3 separate regions of the Mus musculus genome follow, and regions 1 and 3 are each linked to region 2. The links are chromatin contacts, called in public Hi-C and promoter capture Hi-C maps. All regions are on one chromosome and are shown on one strand. Each heading gives the region's core, a stretch centred on a gene start, on an enhancer-like site or on the middle of the called end of the contact. The rest is flanking DNA. Distances are from core to core; before and after follow the strand shown. Region 1 overlaps Ldlrad3 (low density lipoprotein receptor class A domain containing 3). Region 2 holds the start of Pamr1 (peptidase domain containing associated with muscle regeneration 1). Region 3 holds the start of Cd44 (CD44 antigen).

Region 1 (3,205 bases), core at 632-3,131, 460 kb before region 2:
GGAGACGTTGTGAAGACAGGCTGTTAAAACAATCAAGAGGTCCTTTAAAAGTCTTGAGAGACATATGGGGGAGGTGTCTGTCTCTGTCTATCTCTCTGCCTGTCTGTCTCTGTGTCTGTGTGTCTCTGTATGTGGTTGTATCTCTGTGTGTGCATGCGGCAGATGGAAGGAACCCTGCTGCTCTTTAGCAACCCTATCTGGCTACCTGTTAGGAAAAGCCTAGCCGAGAAAGCGGCCACGAGAGAGCAGGACACGTTGTCCGTGCATTTCCAAAGTCTTTCTTCCTCGATGGGGTCACTCAGCAAATATACGCTATGCTGGGAGCGCACTGTGCTTGTTGCTGGGAAAACTGAGCAAGATAAATTCAGGCCTTTTGCTGGCTGTCTGAAAACATCTAATGGCCCTAGAAAGCAAACACCCATGGCCTTTATTGCATCTGATGCTGACAAGTCATAGGTAGAAACACACAGTTCTATGTGAACTGGAGGAAAGAAGGTCTACCTGCCGGGGAAGAGAGGGGACAAAGATTTCTGGGAAGGAATGGCTACAGAGTGAGGTATTCCTCTTTTTATGTACCAAGACAAATCTATCCATCAATCTACCTAAACATGCATTAACCCACTCACCAATCAGTTAATCCATCCATCTATCCATCATCCATCCATCCCTCCCTCCCACCAATGGTTTGAAAATAGACCCATGCACTCATCAACCCATGCACTGACTCCTTCATTTACCTATACCCATCCATCATCAACATAACCACCCACCCAACCACCTATCCACATTATTTTGTTTGTGTTTTGATTGATTGTCTTTTAAAACAGGTTCCCACTTGGAAGCCCAATGGAGTCTGGAACTTGTTATGTAACCCAGGCTAGCCTCCAACTTGCAATTCTCCTGCCTCAGCATCTGGAGTGCTAGAAATACAAGCATGAACACCAGGCCCATATTCTGTGTGTGTGTATAAGTGATCATGAATGTGCATGTGCATGCATGTGTTGGTAGGTGTGCACATGTGTGTGGAGGCCAGAAGATAACCTCAGCTATTATTTCTAAGGTACTGGTCACCTTGTTTTGTTTGTTTAAGGGTCTCTCACTGTCCTGGATATTGCCAAGTAGTTTAGGATGGCTGGCAAGAAAATCACAGGCATCCACTCAACTACCATCTGTGATGGTTTGTATATGCTCGGCCCAGGGAGTGGCACGATTAGAAGGTGTGGCCCTATTGGAGTAGGTGTGTCACTGTGGGCATGGGCTTTAAGACCCTCATTCTCGCCAGGCAGTGCTGGAGCATGGCCGGTGGATTTCTGAGTTCGAGGCCAGCCTGGTCTACAGAGTGAGTTCCAGGACAGCCAGGGCTATACAGAGAAACCCTGTCTCGAAAAAAAACAAAAAACAAAAACAATAACAAACAAACAAAAATCCTCATTCTAGCTGCCTAGGGTCTTCTACCCGCCTTCAAATGAAGATGTAGAACTCTCACCTCCTCCTGCACCATGCCTGCCTGGATATTGCATGAACCTCTGATTCTGTAAGCCAGCTCCAATTAAACATCTTTTTAAGAGTTGCCTTGGTCACGGTGTCTGCTCACAGTGGTAAAACCCTAATTAAGACACCATCTCTCTAGTGGTAGGATTACCACACCAGGGTCTCTGTCTCTTGTCTCTCTCTGTCTCTCTCTCTCTCTCTCTCTCTCTCTGTGTCTGTCTCTGTCTCTGTGTCTGTCTCTGTCTCTCTCTCAGAAGACTAAACAAAACAAACAAAACAAAAAGCAAGGGCTCCAGGGAAATGAACTCACATCCTCACATCTGCAAGGCAAGCATCCACTGACCCCGATGCGGCCCCAGCAGTGGCCCACATGTGGCTCACATTCCTTCACCACAGTTTCTGTTGCTGTTTTACACAGTTCTGTTCTGAAGCCAGGAGAGAATTCAAAGAACTGCATGATGTCAATCCTGTAAATAATCAGTATTCCAGGGAAGGTGCTGGAGGGCACGTTTCTACTTTAGAAGGGAAGGAAGGCTCAGAAAGAAATACCCCATGCTAAGTTCTAGGCAGGGTCAAGAACAGCAAGCCAGGGCTCCCCTGCTGCTCCTCTGCAGCGGCCTCGCTGCCCACCCTTGAATTCACTCAGAGCCACTGTGCTGCTTTTAAATTGTTTGTTTTGTTCTGATTTTACCCAAGCCCTCGGCATTCATTCGCAGGGTAAACAGGACACTGCTCCTCTGTAATTTTCCTCAAGGCTGTCCTTAAACATGAGCCGGTAAGGATGACTGCTGATTGGCAGGAGAAGAAAGTCTGGCAGAATTAACAAATTAGGTGATGACACCATCTGCCTTTGTACTCCTCCTGTCGGCAATGGAAAACAAAATACTTCTGAAATGTAGAAGTCGAGGGAGAGGCTGGCACAAGACCAAGGGATATTAACTAGAGAGCCCAAGGAAAGCGGGCATTGTTTTCTCGGTCGTTCACATGCGCCAAGGTGAGAGTTGCATCGCAGCACGATTATTCAATGTGCAGCTGATGTTTTCTTCTCAACCATGCCTTGCAAGGAGGGGAGGGGGGTGAAGGGCAGAGCAAGAACCTGGTCCTTCACTGTCTGGGTAGACATAAGCTTTAATGATGAAATGATTCCCCATAAAGAGTCACAGCTTCTTCTGGGAGCCTCTTGAATTATGAAAGGCATAGCCACCTAATACTGAAAACTTGGGCAGGGCACTAAAGAGAGATGCCCACCCCTGCACCAGGGAGGTTGGTTGGGGGAGTGGTGTGTGTGTGTGTGTGTGTGTGTGTGTGTGTGCGCGCGCATCACACAAGGTAGAGCTCAACATCAGGCGTCTTCTGCCTCTATGTTTTGAGATTCTCTCTCTCTCTCTCTCTCTCTCTCTCTCTCTCTCTCTCTCTCTCTCTCCCTCCTTTTCTCCCCCCTCCCTCTCTCTCTGAACCTAGAGAGTCTATCAGCTGGTTAGCCTAACTTTACATGTATGCTGAGTGGTGAGGGTTGCTTAGCAAGCATTTTACCGGCAGACTCATGTTCCAAGCCTTGAAGAGGGATCTTAATGACACAACCTATCTGTACCAAGGATGGGCCTGTCTGAGATCATCTCTTCCTGGTCTCATGAAGAGGATCCTGTAGCTGTCCCCTAGTCTCTCTGATGTCAAAGCACTGGTACTGTAGCTCCTCAGGCTGACGGCCACGCGC
Region 2 (3,166 bases), core at 7-2,506:
TCTCATTATTCTCCTCCGTGGATGGAGATATTACTTTTCTCACTAGCCCTGAAGAATCATCCACGCCTCATAACTTTGAGTTTTAATCTAACATCACAAACTAATATTGGCACATCCCAAAGTCCCAGGTCTAAATTAGACTCAAGTATATTATGCTTTGCCATTCGTAGCTCAGTGATTTCATGCAAGTGACTTAAAATCTGAATCTTTTTGATTCCAGAATTTATAGAAAACGCTACCGATTGTACGTCTTGACTAATGGTTAAACTTACTTTTATGTGGGTATCACCTTTGAAGCTGTACACCATAGTGATTAGGACTACCGTCTGTGGATCTGATAATCATAGGCTCAAACCTCAGAGCTGTGCCCCTCACTTGTGTGACCTTAGACTCTCAAGGACTCCTTTTCCCTGTTTGTGGAATAGAGACACTCGGGTCCTGCCTGTATGCTCTTGGGGAGTATCTTGTGCTGCCCCACCATCATGAACTCAGATCAGGATTTCCCAGTAGCCTGTGTGTGCAGTTGCTCAGAGCAGAAAAGGGGAAAGAAAGCGCTTGGAGGTAGAGCAGTGTTGAGAGGGGAGTGCAGGTGGGTTTACTCTATCCTCCCATCGCCTGTTGGGGGAGGGCATACTCGGCCTTATATGGAGGTGGGTGGCAATTTTTAGGAGTATCTCCTTCTATGGATTTCAGGAAATAAACTCTGGTCCTAGTGCTTGAACAGTAAACAGCTCTGTCATTCTGTTGGGCCCCAGGCCACTCTTCTAATCTGTCTCTGTCTGCCTAATTTAGGTGACCACAACCAATACCTGCCCCAGCCCCCCATTCCAGCCTTCCATGCCACCTTTCTCAGCCTCTTCCATAAGCCTCTCATCTCAGGTTCTAGTACCATCCTGCCCTCTCAGCCTCCCATCCCAGTGCCATGCTAGCCTCCTAGCCCAGCCTCCAATCCTCCTTTCTCCTCTCAGCTTTCTAGCTCAGGTGCGGGATGTTTGAATGAGCATCCTCCCTAGCCTCCTCTGAGAGGTCCCGCAGCCATTCCTACTTCTGGTCCCAGTCAGTGCTGCCTGCCACACATCTCTACCTTCACTATCAACAAAGGTTGATCACGGAAGTCCAGCGAGAAGGAGCGGGCTCTGGTATCCCGCTGTCCCCCGTAGATCGCTGTGCACTGGCCTCCAGGCGTGGTCACGACTCCCCGGGCCTCTCAAGGGTTAAGAGGAAAGCTTTGGGCTGACGTCGCTCTGGCCGAAGGTGGTTCCCCTAGCTGAGGGTGGGAGAGCCCGGCGGGCTGAAACCCGAGCTCTGTTTCAGCTGGAGCTTGGGGAGGTCCCGGCAAGAGCAGAGCCCGCTGCCCTGTTCTCGCCTAGGCATCCCTCCAGTCACTCCCCTCCAGTCACTCGGTACCGACACAGCAACGGGAAACGATGGAGCTAGACAGATGGGCGCAGTTGGGGCTGGTGTTCCTGCAGCTCCTTCTCATCTCATCGTTGCCAAGAGGTACTGTTAGTGACCAGGAGCCCTTTGCGGGGTCTGATGGGGAGCTGGACAGGTTGGGGTTGTTCCAGCGATAATCTGGGGTTTCTGGCTGGGAGCTGGATGCTCCCGTTGTCCGCTTTAAGAACAGGATGATATTCCTAATTGTGGGACTAAACTATGTCTAAGCTAAAGAAGAGAGCTCTTGTGCTATCTATCTATCTATCTATCTATCTATCTATCTATCTATCTATCTATCTATCTATCTATCTATCTTTTTTTTTAAAGGACCACATTCCCCTGGGAAGCCCATTCCCTGTGAGTTACTGGCTCTGATTTGCAAAGTCAAAGTTTCCTGGGAAAGTAGTCCCGCAGGGTTGAAGAACAGGGATTGGGTGGGCGTTTCTCCAATGAACCCTGCTTGATAAAGCTGTAAGGTGGGAACTCTTTAAAGCAGACCCCCAGTACAGGAGCTCTGCTCGCTCAGAAAATAGCACACATCCTGGGGAAACTTAGAAGAAATGGGCAGTCTGTTTCTGGGTGTACAGCGTTTGTTTTGAAAGAGTCCTGGCTCCTTTGTTTCCCACATGTCGCGTATTTGTCACCCACAGTTCATAGGGGATGGGCTCCTACGGGCACAAGAGAGATTGGGACATGACAGCACTTTAGGCATCCTCTTGACAGATTGCAGAGCCAAAGCCAGGCAATGACAGGTCTCAAAAGAGGATCTTAGTAGGCAGGGAGCAGGGACTTCTGTCTGTGTCTGTGTGTCTGTCTGTCTTGGGTGGCGGCAAGGGTGAGGTGTGAGGTGAATGAAGCCCTGCTGACGGGTTGGGGTGCAAGGAGGTGAAGCTAGAGGCTACAGGTGTGAGGTGTGGAGCGGGAGAGGTGAGGTGAAAGCAGAGAAGGTAACCTCCCAGATGAGCAAGCACAGCTGCGATTTGCCTGAGAGGGGTGACTTTGCTTAGGAGAAGGCAATCCCTTCCTGTAGCCTTTCTGTACTGGCTGGCAGTACCCTGTGTTTTGTACAAAAGGAGGGGTCTTTGCTCTAGCAGGTGGGTGGCAAGTGCCCAAGAAAGACATGAGAGTAGAGCACTGGCCTGCTGCAGAAAGAGAGACCACAGCCTTCAGAGGCGTCTCTTTGTGTCAACACAGAGAGTCTAGAAACATGAGACTTCCCTTCCCATGTTTGGTTAATAATTTCCATGTACAGAAGCCCGAGTGTGTTTAGCTAAATCTCCCTTAATGATTTACTGCCCCAATGGTGGGACAGTACTGGGGCTGGCTATATATCTCAGGGGCACAGAGCTTTGAAAATGGTTAGCTTGTCTCATCCAAATTTAACCTCACTGACATCTTGTGCAGCCTAGATAATGGATGAAGAAGGAAGGAGGATCCCTTTGAGGAGGGTTTATAATCCCAAAGCCTAAACACTTGGGATGACTTCAGGACTTTGCATTAAGATTCATCCTCACTTGAATGCAAATCCTCCCTTTGGTTATAAATCTCTAGGGTGTGCTGGGTGGACTACACCCACTCTAGAGGATCCTGCTTCCTCTCAGTTCCAGGGGGCAGTGTTTCAGACCCTCAGGGTGGCACGAGCTCGTTCCCCTGCTTAGCTTCTGTGCTGTGGTAAGTGAGACAGCGTCACTCTACACAACTAAGGAAACAGCTCAACTTGCCCAGGGGC
Region 3 (3,229 bases), core at 76-2,575, 350 kb after region 2:
ACTTCTTCAAAGAAAATTTAACTATGCTGATGATAACCAAAGCCTTCGTGGAATTATCTGTTCATATATAGATAAAGGAGGGGGGACGCTTGAAAATGAGCCATACTGGATATTTGGCCCAAGCTCCTCCTCTCCACAGCCACCAAAGTCACCAACCACATTTAGATGGGATATTAGGGACTGCGCTAAAGTTCACAGGTTACCCTGATACAGGTCCCCTCCTGCTCTGAGGCTGCCAGGCAGCAAATATGAACCCTGTTGCTGTTTGACTTTGCCTAGACTGCAAGCACTGCGCGGCTGGTCGAATTATTGCTCCGGTTATGTGTCCTCCTTGGTCCATGTTGGAACCTTTAGGCCACTCAGAGCCTCACACAAACCAGTTCAAACTCCCACAAGCTAAAATAAAGCCGTTGGTGACCAAAGCTGACTTTAAGAGCCCCGAAAACTAGTCAAAGCTGGGACCCACTGTCTTCAGCTTTTCAAGGCTCCTTTCTGAAAAGCTCATTGCCCAATCTCTGGCCTGTAGCTATGTGCACACCTTGGGGAGTGCTCTACAGGTCTGTTCCAGTGTCTGCCTCTACCTGCCTAGCCACAGTTAGCCAGGCTTGGGGAGCCCTTGAGCACCAGAGCCTGTTAGTCGGGACAGAGGCTGCGGGCATCCAAGAGTACAGTTACTTTTGAGCCATGTGCTCCAGCAAGCATGGGGACCTCGCCCAAAATCTGCGGGCAACTTGCCCAGCAAACTTTCTTCTCCCTTTCTCTTTTCCTTTCACCAAAGCAGCACTTCCCAGGCGTAAACTCTTTCCAATAGCATAGCCCCAAATCCCAGCTTTGCTTTGCTAGCCCAATTCACTACAGTCCCTCCCCAGGGCGATTCAACCCAGAGGCATCCAGCTGGAGTCCTCAGGCGCGGTGGCGGGCCACTCACCGATCTGCTGATGTGGATGTGCCAGGCTCAACTGCAAGAGGCAAAGTCCCCAAGCTGTGTGCCACCAAAACTTGTCCATGGCGTGCTGGATGAAACGGAGGGATCTAGTCGCCTCTGGAAAAGGGTCGTGGGGAGAAGGGCAACGAGGGTGAATGGAACCTGTCACTGGCTGGGGGCTGCTGGGCAATGAGACCGCTTCGGAAGTTGGCTGTGGTTTTTATTCCAGGCTTTGAAAGAGTGAGTGACCTAAGAGGGAGGGAGCGCGCGAAGGACACACCCAAAGCGAGGGGGCTGTGACTAAGCAGCCAACGGAAGTTTAAAGACACACCAGCCTGCTTTCGCTACTGCCCCTGCACTCCTGCCCTGCTCTCTTGGACAGAAGAGAATGGCCGCCCCCCTCCCCCCCCCAGCCCCCGTGCGCCCACGTTCTCCAGGGCCACTCCACAGGCTTCCTACCCTGGCCCAGCCTACCAGCCTATGAGAAGCGCTGCCTGGGACAAGGAGAATGACTGAGTTCTAAGACCTCGCCCCTCTCAGTTAAATCTTCCAGTTTCTCCTTTGCCACTAAACTTGGGAACCTGGCTAGGGAAAGACTGGTTTTCCCAGGAAGCTGAGGAAGCTGGACTTATCTTAGGGAGGAACTGAAGAAAGAAAGAGGCTGAAGGGAGAGAGAGAGAGAGAGAGAGAGAGAGAGAGAGAGAGGGAGAGGGAGAGATCCATCCTAGTGGAGAGTGCTTTCCTGGCCAGGGTGGGGACTGAAAAGTGGGGAACTTGTGGGAGTGTTCTTTCCTCTTTCCCTCTGAGAGAAGTCCAAACCGCTCATCTGATCTTTGATCCGGGGAAAACCCAAGGGTGCTCAACACATTTCATTCATGCTCTCAAAATATCTACCAATTTCTTAAATCCTTCTCGGACTCACAATCCACCCATCCATTCCTCTGTCCACCCATCTTCCTTCTGCAAATGCACTAATCTAGCCATACTACACCTGCCCACCAATTCTTGTATTCGCCCACCTGCACAACTTTTCAATCCTTTTCACACCCCTCCTCAGCTCATATCTGTTCATCATATTTCCTATCCATCCCGACGCACATACATGGTTCCCGTCTCTCATTCTACCCATCCCCATATCCACTCACACATTTAACTGTTCTTTCTTGTTTACATTTTATATTCTCTTTGCTGCAAACTTTAATACATTCAAATTCCCCTTTACATCTTGATACATTTCAAAGAGGGATGCACATTTGCCATAGTCTTCAAGGGAGAAATCTCAAGGCTGAAAATCGGGGAAAATCGTATGTAAAATTGCAATTCCCTATCTTCTCTAATACCCTGCAAGTTGCAATTTGGATATCAAAAGCTCTGTTTATTTTTAATGTGAACTAAATCTGAGTGGACTTCTTGCTGAATGAGAAACACAGAAGGCATGGCCAGGGCAGGACCCGGAATGAATCATGCCAGAATTTCTGAAGGAAAATGATATTTTGGGATTTACTGAAAGAAACTGAGAAAGTGAGAGAAATGTACACAGCCACCTGTCCATCCATTTATTCATCAAGCACGTAATGAGTGCCAGAGGGTTTCAAGAGAAGCAATCCTGGTTTGGTCTAGGCACTAGCTCCCACACAAGCCAGTGGCTGCTGCAGTATAAAATATACTGCAAACTACAGCTAGGACTGGGAAGATGGCACAGTGATAAAGTGCTTGCTGCCAAGCATGGGACAAGTTAGATCCTTGGAACCCACATGGTGCCTTAGGCAAGTTGTCCTCTACCTGTCACAGGCCTGCCACATACACACAATTAATAACTGTTAAAATGATTAAAAATAATCATTTTATTTTTCAGCCAGCTTTTTCTGTGTATAGACTAAAAGTATTCGTAAGAATTGCATTTGTTCCGAGTATCTACAAGCTTTTTGCTTTTGACTATTTTGTGAACCACACAACTTAACTGCTATGTATCACATATATAATACACGACATTCCACTTTGTTAGGTACTACAAATATGCAGCAGCGATTAGAAGAATATGTGTGGGTTATATGTAAATACTGAGCCATTTTACATAAGGGAATTCATCTTCTGAAGGTTGCATATGAAGCTTGGGTTTTCTGAAAGTGATCTGCTGAGAAGGATCTCTGTCTGTCTCTGTCTGTCTCTGTCTGTCTCTGTCTGTCTCTGTCTGTCTCTGTCTGTCTGTCTCTGTCTGTCTCTGTGTCTGTCTGTCTCTCTGTCTGTCTCTGTCTGTCTCTGTCTGTCTCTGTCTGTCTCTGTCTGTCTGTCTCTGTCTGTCTC

What was found. Promoter capture Hi-C pulls out the DNA fragments that hold promoters and counts their contacts. Hi-C and Micro-C count contacts between places; a contact is called where the count stands out from the background.
Region 1: a Hi-C map of uterus shows a contact between it and region 2. The contact joins the enhancer-like site here to the promoter of Pamr1 in region 2. A contact is called at or near these places in 4 of 39 promoter capture datasets (the 3T3-L1 cell line, cranial neural crest, hippocampal neurons and 1 more), 2 of 484 Hi-C or Micro-C datasets (cerebral cortex and uterus) and 1 of 115 datasets of contacts at active chromatin or transcription factors (trophoblast stem cells).
Region 3: a promoter capture Hi-C map of liver shows a contact between it and region 2, with 2.6 times the contacts expected there. The contact joins the promoter of Cd44 here to the promoter of Pamr1 in region 2. A contact is called at or near these places in 3 of 39 promoter capture datasets (hippocampal neurons, liver and stem cell-derived epiblast-like cells), 1 of 484 Hi-C or Micro-C datasets (embryonic stem cells) and 1 of 115 datasets of contacts at active chromatin or transcription factors (pancreatic cancer cells).

Annotation. Positions count from the first base shown.
Region 1 is chr2:102,092,595-102,095,799 of GRCm38.p6, forward strand. The region is part of intron 2 of Ldlrad3 (low density lipoprotein receptor class A domain containing 3); the gene reads right to left. Among named protein-coding and RNA genes, the nearest start is that of Ldlrad3, 92 kb to the right of the region's middle. Within about 2 kb of position 1,882, at least 17 of the 459 cell types and tissues checked have an H3K27ac peak or open chromatin away from gene starts, as enhancers often do. A contact at or near this core is called in neural stem cells and uterus, where this site is marked.
Region 2 is chr2:102,548,765-102,551,930 of GRCm38.p6, forward strand. Pamr1 (peptidase domain containing associated with muscle regeneration 1) reads left to right here and starts at 1,257. Exons shown (of 11, transcript NM_173749.4): 1 at 1,257-1,500. The coding sequence starts at 1,428.
Region 3 is chr2:102,900,340-102,903,568 of GRCm38.p6, forward strand. Cd44 (CD44 antigen) reads right to left here and starts at 1,326. Exons shown (of 9, transcript NM_001039151.1): 1 at 929-1,326. The coding sequence starts at 1,007.